Regions from separate parts of the Mus musculus genome. Here region 2 is linked to region 1. Evidence: chromatin contacts called from public HiChIP or PLAC-seq data. All regions are on one chromosome and are shown on one strand. Each heading gives the region's core, a stretch centred on a gene start, on an enhancer-like site or on the middle of the called end of the contact. The rest is flanking DNA. Distances are from core to core; before and after follow the strand shown.

Region 1 (6,064 bases), core at 312-2,811:
TTTTTGTTTTGTTTTGTTTTGTTTTGTTTTTCCGGTGTCTGAGTAATTTTGATTGTAAAGTGGTGTACCTGTGCATGGCCCTGGGCTGAACCCTAGATGCAGAAACCAGAAAATCAACATCACTGGCAAATCAACAAATTGAGTACAGACTGAGAGGACAGGATATAACTCAGTAGGAGCACTTGCTTGTATATGCAAGGCACATATGCTGGATTCAAACCCCAGTGTTGGGTGGAGTATTCAACATGAGGGAGGTATCTATAAAAACATAAACAGTTGGTTATAAAAACAAAGATCCTGTGTGAAGCCACTGGTCATAGCTAGTCTGTGGGAGAACAGGTGTCTCTGTCCTTTATTTCCATAAACTCAGATCAACAGGACTTTGAGAAGCAAAGTAGCAAGGAACCTGGTAAATCCCACATTAGTGTCAGAGCACTGGGTGTGGGACCTAACCATTTACAAAATTCATGATCTCAGGCAAGTTATTTAGTCCTAGGTGTGTAGGTGTGTGGGTGTGCACTGCAGACAAGAAACAACTTTTTTGTTCTGTTTTGTATATAATGTGTGTGAGCACATGCATGTGAGCGTGTGTGTGTGTGTGAGTGTGTGTGTGTGTGTGTGTGTGTGTGTGTGTATTGGGGTGTGGATGCATGTACTCATGCTTGCACATGTGGAGGTTGGAGGAGGATATTTTTGCCCTATCTACTTTTCTCCCCTTCATTTCATTTAAGACATGGTCTTTTATGGACTCCAAAATTCAGCATTTCCTTAGGTGGACCAGCAAGCTCCCAGGATCCTCCTGGCTCTGCCTCCCAAGGCTGATATTATAAGGAAGTGCAGCCATGCCCTACATTGTATATAGGTGCTGGGGATTTGAACTCAGGTCCTTATGCTTGAGCAAGCGTCCTTGTGTACTAAGCCAATTCTCCAGCTCACTTTTTCAAGATGAGATCTCTCACTGGCAAGGAACTCTTTGAATAAGGCCCAGGCATCTATCTGTCTCTGCCTCCCTAGCACTGGGATTGCAAGCATGTGCCTCCACACTTGGCCTCATAAAACATGGCTCTGGGCGGCTGGAGAGATGGCTCAGTGGTTAAGAACACTGACTGCTCTTCCAGAGTTCCTGAGCTCAATTCCCAACAACCACATGATGGCTCACAACCAACTCTAATAGGATCTGATGCTCTCTTCTGGTGTGTCTGAAGAGAGTGACAATGAACTCACATACATTAAATTAATTAATTAACTAATTAATTTAATTAAAAGCATGGTTCTGGGTATTGAACTCAGATCCGCATGCTTTCAAAGCAAGCACTTTACCTCCTGGGCTATAGCCTCAACCAAGCTACTTAGTCTAAACTTCCATTTAAGTGGAGCTCAAAACACCTTCTACATTAGTTATAACTTATACCAAAAAGAACAACAAAATAAACTTGCTTAAACACATTGTCAGTGTTTATTTCCCTCACACAAAATGTCTCAGAGCCAGAAGGTTCCAGGGTGATTAGGCAATCCTGCCGTCCTTAACTCAAGCGGTCCATCTCTTAGTCCAAGGTTCAGATCGCATGTTCATTGCATGCCAACCACTGGGAACATGGTCAAAGGCACACATGCACAGTCGTTTGCAGAGACCAGCCTGGAAACCACACACTTCATTTCTTCTTCCACTCCTTCCCACTGGTCAGAATGTAGGAAACTGGGACATGTACTCACTAGCTCATCACATGTTTAGCAAAACTGAAACATTTTACTGGAAAAGGATATGGGGAGTCAGATGTTGCCAGGATATGGGCAACATCAGCCACATTAAGCTACTGGAACTATTGTGAGTGTTAATGGAGAAAATACTTAAGAGAATCAGTTGTGAGTATTCTCAGTTACAGGAATTGTCATTGCTCTTTCTCCCATATGGGTCTTTTATAGGCTATTTCTACTCTTTAGAAAATCTAACCAGTTTTATGTTAGGCTATTACTTTGTATGTATCTCTGTAGGGAACACTCTAGCTAAGAGACTGCCTCTGGCCACTGCATACACAGCTACAAAGTCACATTGTAATGAACTGTCTATGTGCCAGCCCAAACTTTCCCACACCATGCATTTTCCTTTCAGAGCAGTTTAACAAAAATTTATATTGTTCCAACTATGACCAGGCTACAGGGGTTTTCCAGTATTAACCTATTTAATTATGAGTCTAATGATCTTCACCTCCCAAAGCCACGTACACAATTAGTGATGAGGTCAGAATTTAGACAAGGCCCTGGAGATAAAATCACAACTCTTTCATTGCTCTCTGCTTGCACCAAAGTAGACAGGCAGCGCTAAAGTGAGCTTCCTGTACGCTTAGAGTATTCTTCCCACATTGGGTCGCCTCCTGCCCACCCAGAACCTGGCTTTGTAGGAAGCCATGTTTTGTAGTCACAGTCAAGGAAGATCACAGGATAATGGCATTGAAAGAAAGCATGATAGGTAGCAGTGGATTTATTCGTGAGGGCCAGTGAGGTTACTGAACCCACACCACATGTGAGAGGGGGACATAAGGGGAACCAGAAAAGACAGTTGGAGATTTGGACCCTTGCTGAGCAGCAGGGATGAAAGAAAAAGATCTCCAGCCAGCTTCCCTCCCCTACAGCAAAGAGCAGCTGGTGACTTAGACTTCTATGGTGGCAGAATGACTTTTCCCCGAGAAAACATGTTCATGAAAAGACTCCATTTCTCGCAGGTAAGAGGATCTGCTGACCCACTTCTCTGACGTTCCTGATCCAGAATGACTGACATAAACAAATTCAATGCTGAGACTTTGTGACATGAAGCAATCGTCTCCTAATGGTGCCAAATGTCAAAAGCAGTTGCCTCATGAAAACAAAGGTCAATTATGGTGGTTAAAAAAAAAAAAGATGTCTACAGACTCAAGTGGGTCAGAGATAATGTGTATGTGTATGACTGGGCACATACAAAGATAGCAAGCAAACATGCAAAAATCTAGATCAAAGGTGAACAGTTGTTCACTTGCTTGTACTGCTTTGGTTTGCTCTTTTTGCAATTTTAGTGTTACATCAAAGTAAAAATGCACCTCCTAAAATGTAAATATATTCCTTGAGGCATTCATTCACCAGCATTTTCTCAGACAATACCTTAACAATATAAAGTATTTGGCAATGGACTGAGAGGCAGGATGGGATCCAAAGAATCCCACATATAGGGCAGGGTGTCTAGATGAAGAGAGAGAGTGAAGTGAGTTGAACTCTAGCTTTACTCACATCACGTCTGAACTTGCACCTGAACTGTTTTCACAGAAACCAGTTGAGAGATAAAGAGGGAACTTTCAAAAGCAGGAAGGGTCTAAACACAAGTCGTCGGTGAGCGATACTGAGAAAGGGCTGCAGGCGTCCCTTAAACTGTCTATGTATTATGAGATTTCATATGCCAGTACTTAGAAAACCCCGAAGCTCCCTGACAGTGAGCAGTCTAAGCTTGTCCCATATCATTGTCCCGAGGAACGGAATCATTGGCCATGAACCCATGCTTCTGGCTTTCTCATTACTGTATGATCAGTCACGTGCTTGGTAACATCGGCTACTGTCATCCTTACAGGGCCTGAGTTTATCCACCTTTGGTGGTGTTTTGAACATGCCCCTACCTCACTACAGGCTCACACTGTTAAGTCTACAGATTGCTCTGTATCTTGGTCTGTGAACAGAAACCCTGAGAACCCACGTCTTGACTCATGGAGTTGATTATGTACTGGAAAAGTACTCTGCCTTGTACCAACACAAACTACTCAAACGTGTGCTCCTGTTATCTGAGTGTCTGTAGTAATAGTCAGTCATGAAGTATAGTATCATGGATAGTCATGGATAAAGTATCATGATGTCCAAAAAAGACTAAGGCCACTGCTCCCCACAACAAACAGAAGGTGCTTATACTGGCTGGTTTTGTGTAACTTAACACAAACTAGAGTCATCAGAGGAAAAAAGGAGCCAAAGTTAAGAACATGCCTCTGTGAGATCCAGCTGTAAGTCATTTTCTCAATTAGTGATCAGTGGGTCAGGACCCAGCCCATTGTGAGTGGTACCATCCCTGGACTGGTTGTCTTGGGTTCTATAAGAAAGCAGGCTAAGCAAACCATGAGGAGCAAGCCAGTAAACGGTACCCTTCCATGGCCTCTGCACCAGCTCCGGCCACCAGGTATCTCCCTTGTTTGAGTGCTTGTCCTGACTTCATTTGGTGATGAACAGCAATATGAAAGTGTAAGCTAAATAAACCCTTCCCACTAGACAGTGATGCCGTACGCCTTTAATCCCAGCGCTTAGGAGGCAGAGGCAGGCAGAGATCTCTGTGTTCAAGGCCAGTCTAGTCTACAAAGTGAGTTCCAGGACAGCCAGGGCTACACAGAGAAGCCCTATCTTGAAAAAAAAATTAAAAATTAAAAAATAAATAAATAAAAATAAAAAATAAAATAAAATCTTTCCTTCCTAACTTGCTTTTTGGTCATGGTGTTTCATCAGAGTAATAAAAACCCTAACTAAGACAGTGCCCAAAATACACTGAATCCCCTAGAGAGCATCAGGTTGGAAGCATGACTCAGCAGTGCGGGTCTCAGGTACAGTATCTGAGAATTCAGCAAGTCACACGGTAAAAAGCCTTTCATTGGACAGACAAGCAAAGGGGAAGTGTGTGCTTGGTTACCAGCAAAAGCACATGTTCTCCTTCTATTCTGTTCTTTGCTGCCTCTCCAACATACCAGCAAGACCTTCCCATGACCTAAATATTAAAAAATATATTATATTATATGTAACCATTTAAAAATGATATATATCATAAAAAATGATAGTCTGTCAGCCCATAAATTGTAGGACCAAAGCCAAGTTATTCTTTGCTTCTCTTTCAAGATGCATATTTTAAAATATAGAAACAGGAAAAAAAAGAGGAAGAAGAAGAGGAAGGAACATTAAGAGTACAAACATGTTGAAGAGCCCTCTTTAACCTGTGCCAGATGGCCCAAACCATCTACTCCCAACCATTTTAGCCCCCCTTTGCACCTGTGAACATATACATAGGAAATGACAGACAGCAACAGCGTCGGTACAGCTAAACTTTGTGCACACCCGCCTTTCCTCCAGAGCACTAGAAGTTTGTGAGCACAGCGTGAGGCAGCCTGAGCCATAACTTACATGCTAAGTTTAGAGAAAACTGAAATGTTGATAGAGACTAGATCTCAGCCCTAGTCTGAGGCAAGCACTAGGAGTCTGGTATTAGGAGGACCACCATATATCAGAGCAGAGCCCAGGGGACGGTAGATAACACAGGGCTTGAGATGGCTTCAGGAGGAGCGCAGCTCTCCAGGGGCAGAGGAAGGCCTGGCTCAAGAGCGCACACTGCTTTACTGGGAAAGTGGTTTTGCCTGTGAAGAGGCATAAGGAGACAACACCCTCTTAGAGTAACAGTTGTCTAGGAAATAGCACAACTGAAGACCATATGGCATTCCATCATAACCGCATCTAAAGAGTTTCAGCTGGTTGGAACCATGACTTGGAGTGACCCCTGTTTGCCAAAACCTCAAATCTAACTGAAACTTGTTTCCCAGTCAATGACCCGTGATACCTGTTTTGACTAACACACAGCCCTGTGGATGGATGCCTCCCTTCCTATGCACAGCGAAAAGGTTTTGTTTTATTTTGCTTTGCTTTGGTTTGTCTTGAGGTCCTGGGGATGGAACCCAAGGTCTGGTGAATCTAAGTGATCATTCCATCATTAAATTGTATCTCCAGCCCTCTCAGTTTTGATTCTTCTTCAACAAAAGCCTTCACTTTTTTTCAAGTATTGAGGCTCGTTCATGTATGGTGAAAGGTAAGGGATAATTCCCAGCCCCAGAAAAGCCTTATAAAACCAACAAGAGTCTGGAGGGATCAGTTAGAACTTGCTAGCCTCAAGTGAAAGGGAAGACAACTGTAGGGAGGTAGACACACAACTGTGGCAGCTGCTGCTCCTGGGAGGCAGAAATGTCATAATCTCACTAAAAATATTTCTTTTAAGAATCAGAATGGAGCCAGGCATTATAATTAT
Region 2 (5,369 bases), core at 2,866-5,365, 380 kb after region 1:
CACACCAAGATGCACTTGGTGTACAGCACACACTTCTACCATTTTTTTTAAAGATTTATTTATTTATTATATGTAAGTACACTGTAGCTGTCTTCAGACACTCCAGAAGAGGGAGTGAGATCTTGTTACAGATGGTTGTGAGCCACCATGTGGTTGCTGGGATTTGAACTCCGGACCTTCAGAAGAGCAGTCGGGTGCTCTTACCCACTGAGCCATCTCACCAGCCCACTTATACCATTTTCACCTTAAAATTACATTTATTTATTTATTCATTTATTTGCTATTATACACACATGGACATGTGTACCACGATGCATGTGTAGAGGTCAGAAGATACCATGTATATTCAATTCTGTATTGAATTCGGGTCATCTAGCTAGGTGAAAGTGCTCTTTCCCGTTCTTGCTGGCCTCCTGAGCATTTTAAAGAAGTGTTTATGTAAAGGAAGAAAGAACACAGAGGAGGGCAAGGAGAGAAAAGAAATAGTACACAGAAATGGATCCGTGGAGAAATGAGGGCCTGGAACCCAGAACCCACCTTCCATTTCATCAGGAAGGCAGGTATGTGCAGGCTTGGCATTTTGTGTCAGTTATGAGAGTCCCCAAGTCCTTGGGACAGTGAAATTTGGTGATATTCACCCTTGAGGACAAGTCTTGGATTAAGGAGGGACCTCAGGGTCAAGTCAGATGCAGATTGGCATGAGGTGAACCAGAGGGAGATCTATAAGTTGAATTCCAGTCTTCCCTCTCCAACTGTAAACATATGGGTAAGCCAGGCTTGTGAGTGGGCTTCTGCCTTCTCTGCCAGGAGAGCGGTGGTGGTGGTGGTGGTGGTGGCATTCGTGGATATGTGTGTGTTTTTCAGATTTCCAGAGAAGTGCCGTTTAAACTAAATCTTGAAGGGATTGACTTGGGGCTGCTAAGGTGAGATTTTTGCTACCATCTCATTTTGTTTGAGTACAACTAGAGAGAAACAGGGCCGGGTGAACTACCTTGATAACCCGAGTTCAATTTCTGGGACCCAGAAGTGGAAGGAAAGAACCAACTCAGGTAAATTGTCTTCTGACCTCCATACTCATGCCCACACAACTCCACCCCCCACCCAAGTCAAAAGAAAAAAAAATAGAAACAGCTTAGAGGGTTTTTGTTTGTTTGTCTTTTTTTTTTATATGAAAGAGTAGAGAAGAAGAATAAATTGAGATACATTTTGTGACAGGGCTGGCTATTTTAAAATGTAACAAAAGTAAAGACTCAGAATAGCTATAACTAATTAAGTGCCTGCCCTGGATAGGAGGTTTTCTAAATCTGTAAATAAGAGTGTTGACGTAGAAATTGTTTTCTCCCTGCCATGCAATGAAAAGGGTTTTGGATCTGGATCTGAGTCCCGCGGATCTTTGGATGTAATAGGGTTGTGCAATATGCGCTTGTTTTCCTGTAAGCTGGACAGTGGTATCACTGAGTGTCAGGTGCTGTATCTATTTAGGTGGGGTTAAAGTTTGGATCTAGAATGTTCCCCTAGAGGCCCACAAGTTAAAGGCTCTCTCCTGGCCTTCATGCAATTGGGAAGGGGTGGAGACTTTGAAAGGAGAATCTAAGTGGGAGGCTTTCTCATCGCTGGGGCGTGGGGGAGAGCTGGGGTGGGGTGGGGGGAGCTGCGGGGAGGGAGCCTTTGAAGGGCTGAGGGATCCTGCCCTTCTCTGCTTTCTCGGCTGTGTTCCAGCCATGGGGTGACTGCTTTGTTCCTCACTAGACCTCAAAGCAAGACTCACAAAACACCGGCCGAAGCGTCCAAAATTAGAATCCAAAGTATGCATACCTTTTTCTCTTGTTAAATACATTTGTCTCAGGTGCTGACTGACTCATGGAATCAGAATTTGAATGCAGGCCCCTCCAACTCCAAAAGTCTCGTGGAAGCCATTCTGTACAAATCACGCGGACTCAGCTCTCGGATTAAGGATGTGGACTGCCGTGGCAGAGGAACTTGGATTTGAAGCACTCCGTTTATTAGTTATATTGTCTAGGGCTGTGTATTTAATGTCTAGAAGTCTGCTTCTCCACATGAAAATCAGGCATAATAATAGACGCTTAATCAAGGCGTGCTCTGAGGGTCACGTGACATCATATCCGAGCGACGCGGCCGAAGCAAATGGAAGATCAGTCTTTGTTATGACAATGTGCCAGTCTAGCCTCTGAAAGGGGCACTTGGGCATTTGTCTGAGCCAGTCAGTGCTAGCACTAGAAACATATATCCTGTCTTGGAAATGTCTCACATAATGGATTGTGTCCGCTTAACTCACACCGCACTGTGCTTCCAACTAGGCATCCGAAATGCTTGGGATGATGCTATTACCCAACTGCATGAGTGGATTTGATAGCTTTTCCAAAGGGCTGGTATTTCAGTTGAGCAACTGTAACTGCTTCGTGGCAGTAGAAAAGATTTATTTTTGGACCCTAATCAACCCTCAGACCATTTCTCAAACTCTAGCTCCATCTCCAGATGTCAAAGTCACGCAGTATTAACGTTTGGTCAAAGGTGCTGGTGGCATTTTGTGGATGTAATGAAGAACACATTGTCTAAGATTGCTTTGTGATGCCTTCTGCCCCGAGCCTAGCTCACTCTTTAAGACCCGGCTGGTAGGAAAGACCGACTGCAAGCTCACCTAGGAGGCAGCAAAAGAACAGAGAAGGTGCTCAACTGTGTGGAGCGTGGATTAGGGGACCGGCTGGCGTAGTGGGGGAAAGGTGGAAGAGTCACTCCTCCTCAGACCAGGAGGCCAGAGAAAAAGATCTCCCGTAATTAAAGAATTAAGCATAATGACGTCATTTTCCAATTTGGAGAATTGCTCATCCTCTAAAGAGGAACCAGAAACGGGGGTGAGAGGGCAGAGAAGCAGGAGGAATTTTCTACTAGGTGACCACTGCTGTCAGAGAGGTAAATAGATAAGGCAGTCATTTCTCTCTCTCCCTCTTTCTTTCCTTCCCTCTGTCTCTGTCCTTTTACAATTTTCTTCTTTTTCCTTTCCTTCTTTGTTGTTATTATTTTTAGTCAGGATCTCATTATATAACCCTAGCTGGCTTGAAACTCACTATGTAGATCAGGCTGGCTTATCTCTCACAGAGATCCATCTGCCTCTGCGTCCTTACTGAAAGGTGGGAGCCACTATACCCGGTGACAACAGTCTCCTCTTCTGTCCAATAAATTTAGTGGAGGGACCAATGGCTATAAAGAGTGTGAAATGAAAAATAAAGTTGTACTCCAAACCAAAGCGACAACAGCCACCCCAGCCTTTTAGGGAGGGAGGCACGCTTGCTATCCGCCAAGACTTTTCCTCCTCCTCTGTGCTTGGGGTCAAGGGCACATGAACAGAGCACATTTATGATTAACAGAGCACATTTACGTTGTTTGGCTACAGCAGGTAGGGAATGGCTTTGAGAGATACGTGAAGAGGTGGGAAAGTGTAGAATTATCTGCCCAACCAAGTAGAAGAGAAAAATAACTTGAGGGATTTCTAGTGGTCAGTGAGGGAGAGTAAGAGAGAGGTGGTCCAAGTGCTCTCTCTCTCTCTCATCACAGAGGTCAGGCCTTAAAGCACCAGGAGGGCCAGCTGTTATCAGTTTGTATTTATTATGTATGTCAACATGCAGAATAATTCTTGGCACATATGATAGTTATCATGGATGATCAATGTGATGGAATCTCGAAACACTAGGAAGATAAACGTCTGGTCTTGATTGTGAGGGACTCTGGAGATTAAAGCAGCCCCTGGGTGTGTCTATGAGAGATTAGCTACACTTGGGTAACTGATGGGTGATGTCCCATCTTAAATGTAGGTGGTACTACCCCATGAGCTGCGGTCCCCAATGAGTAGAAAGGACACACACAGTAAGCTGAGAACGGCATTCATCTCTCTCTGCTTCTTGATTGCAGGCACAGCATAGCCAGTTTCCTCTGGTTCTTCCAGTCATGAGTGTCTTGATGTTATAAACTGTACCCTCAACTGTGACCCTTCCTCCTTTAAAGTGTCTTTGGTCAGGCATTTTGACACAGGGTCAAAACAAGTTAAGTGAGTATTTAATACATGACACTGAATGGCCTACAATGAGGTCATCGTTTTCATTGTTTACTTCTCTGTCCCTGGTGAAGTAATCTCATCCCTCGTGGTGGTGGTGATGGTGGTGGTGGTGGTGGTGCCAGCATGTGTCTGTTGGCAGTGGGGTAGATGGCAAAAGGGAGGTTATGGTCCAGATTCTGATTCTAGACAGCTTATTTTTTTGTTTATTCCCCTTTATCCGAGTTTAAATGGGGACAAAAGACACCGCCTTACCTCATCTGATTTATGTGTCATTTAAATGAGACAGTTTCTGTGATTCATTGTCTAGACACTTAGTTACCCTCCCTAAGTGTTAACATGGGTTACACATTTATAATAACCTTATGAATACAGTACACTCCCCTACAATATGTGCTCTATGGCTTTATTTAAAATATTATTTATCTATTTATTTATTATTTTTCAAGACAGGGTCTCTCTGTGTAGCCCTGGCTGTTCTGGAACTCGCTCTGAAGACCAGGCTGACAAATAGTTATTTCTTTTATTTTATGTGTTTGATTATTTTGCCTGCACGTATGTTTGTATGTACACTGTATGCATGTTTGGTGCCAAGAGAGGTCAGAAGAGGACATCAGATCTTCTGGAACTGGATTTAGGAATGGTTGTGAGACACCTCAAGGGTGCTGAGAACTGAACCCAGTAACTCTGAGGAGGCAACAAGTGCTTGTACCTAAGAGCCATCTATCTCTCCAACCCCTGTGGTTATTATTATTGTTGTTGTTATTATTATTATTGTTATTATTACTACTTTGTTTTTGAGATGGGGTCTGACTCTGTAGTCCTGGATGTCTTGGGACTTGGTATACAGACCAGGCTGGCCTCAAACATCAACCTGCCTCTGCCCTCCGAGTTCTGAGATTAACAGTGTGTGCACCGAGCCTCATGACGTATCTTTATGTTCTGCGGATGGGTGTTTTGCCTGCTTGTATGTCTATGTACCACATGCACTCCTGGTGCTCTCGGGAGCCAGAAGAGGGAGACGAATCCCCTTGAACTGGAGTCACAGACACTTGAGCTGTCACATGGGTGCTGGGCATTGCACCTGGGACCTCGGCAGGAGCAGCAAGTGCTCTTATCTATAGAGTCATCTTTCCAGCCCCATTGCTTTAAACTTTGTATAAATGCTCACTGAGGAAACCCTGAAGAACACATAGAGATATAACAGCCACTCCAACAGGTCAATACTACTAATATTTTGGTGCCTTTTTGAGTGTTTTTTTTCTTCCTTCTCAAGTGTTCTATCTTTTTAATAGGACAT

What was found. HiChIP or PLAC-seq counts read pairs in DNA pulled down with a chosen protein or histone mark.
Region 2: a contact with region 1 is called in an H3K27ac HiChIP or PLAC-seq map of hepatocytes, with 3 times the contacts expected there. The contact joins two enhancer-like sites. A contact is called at or near these places in 1 of 39 promoter capture datasets (pre-B cells), 11 of 115 datasets of contacts at active chromatin or transcription factors (acute myeloid leukemia, astrocytes, embryonic basal ganglia and 6 more) and 2 of 9 other capture datasets (embryonic stem cells and liver).

Annotation. Positions count from the first base shown.
Region 1 is chr2:103,491,165-103,497,228 of GRCm38.p6, forward strand. No RefSeq gene overlaps it. Among named protein-coding and RNA genes, the nearest start is that of Cat, 9.0 kb to the left of the region's middle. Within about 2 kb of position 1,562, at least 9 of the 459 cell types and tissues checked have an H3K27ac peak or open chromatin away from gene starts, as enhancers often do. A contact at or near this core is called in hepatocytes and liver, where this site is marked.
Region 2 is chr2:103,866,021-103,871,389 of GRCm38.p6, forward strand. No RefSeq gene overlaps it. Among named protein-coding and RNA genes, the nearest start is that of Gm39895, 25 kb to the right of the region's middle. Within about 2 kb of position 4,116, at least 12 of the 459 cell types and tissues checked have an H3K27ac peak or open chromatin away from gene starts, as enhancers often do. A contact at or near this core is called in hepatocytes and liver, where this site is marked.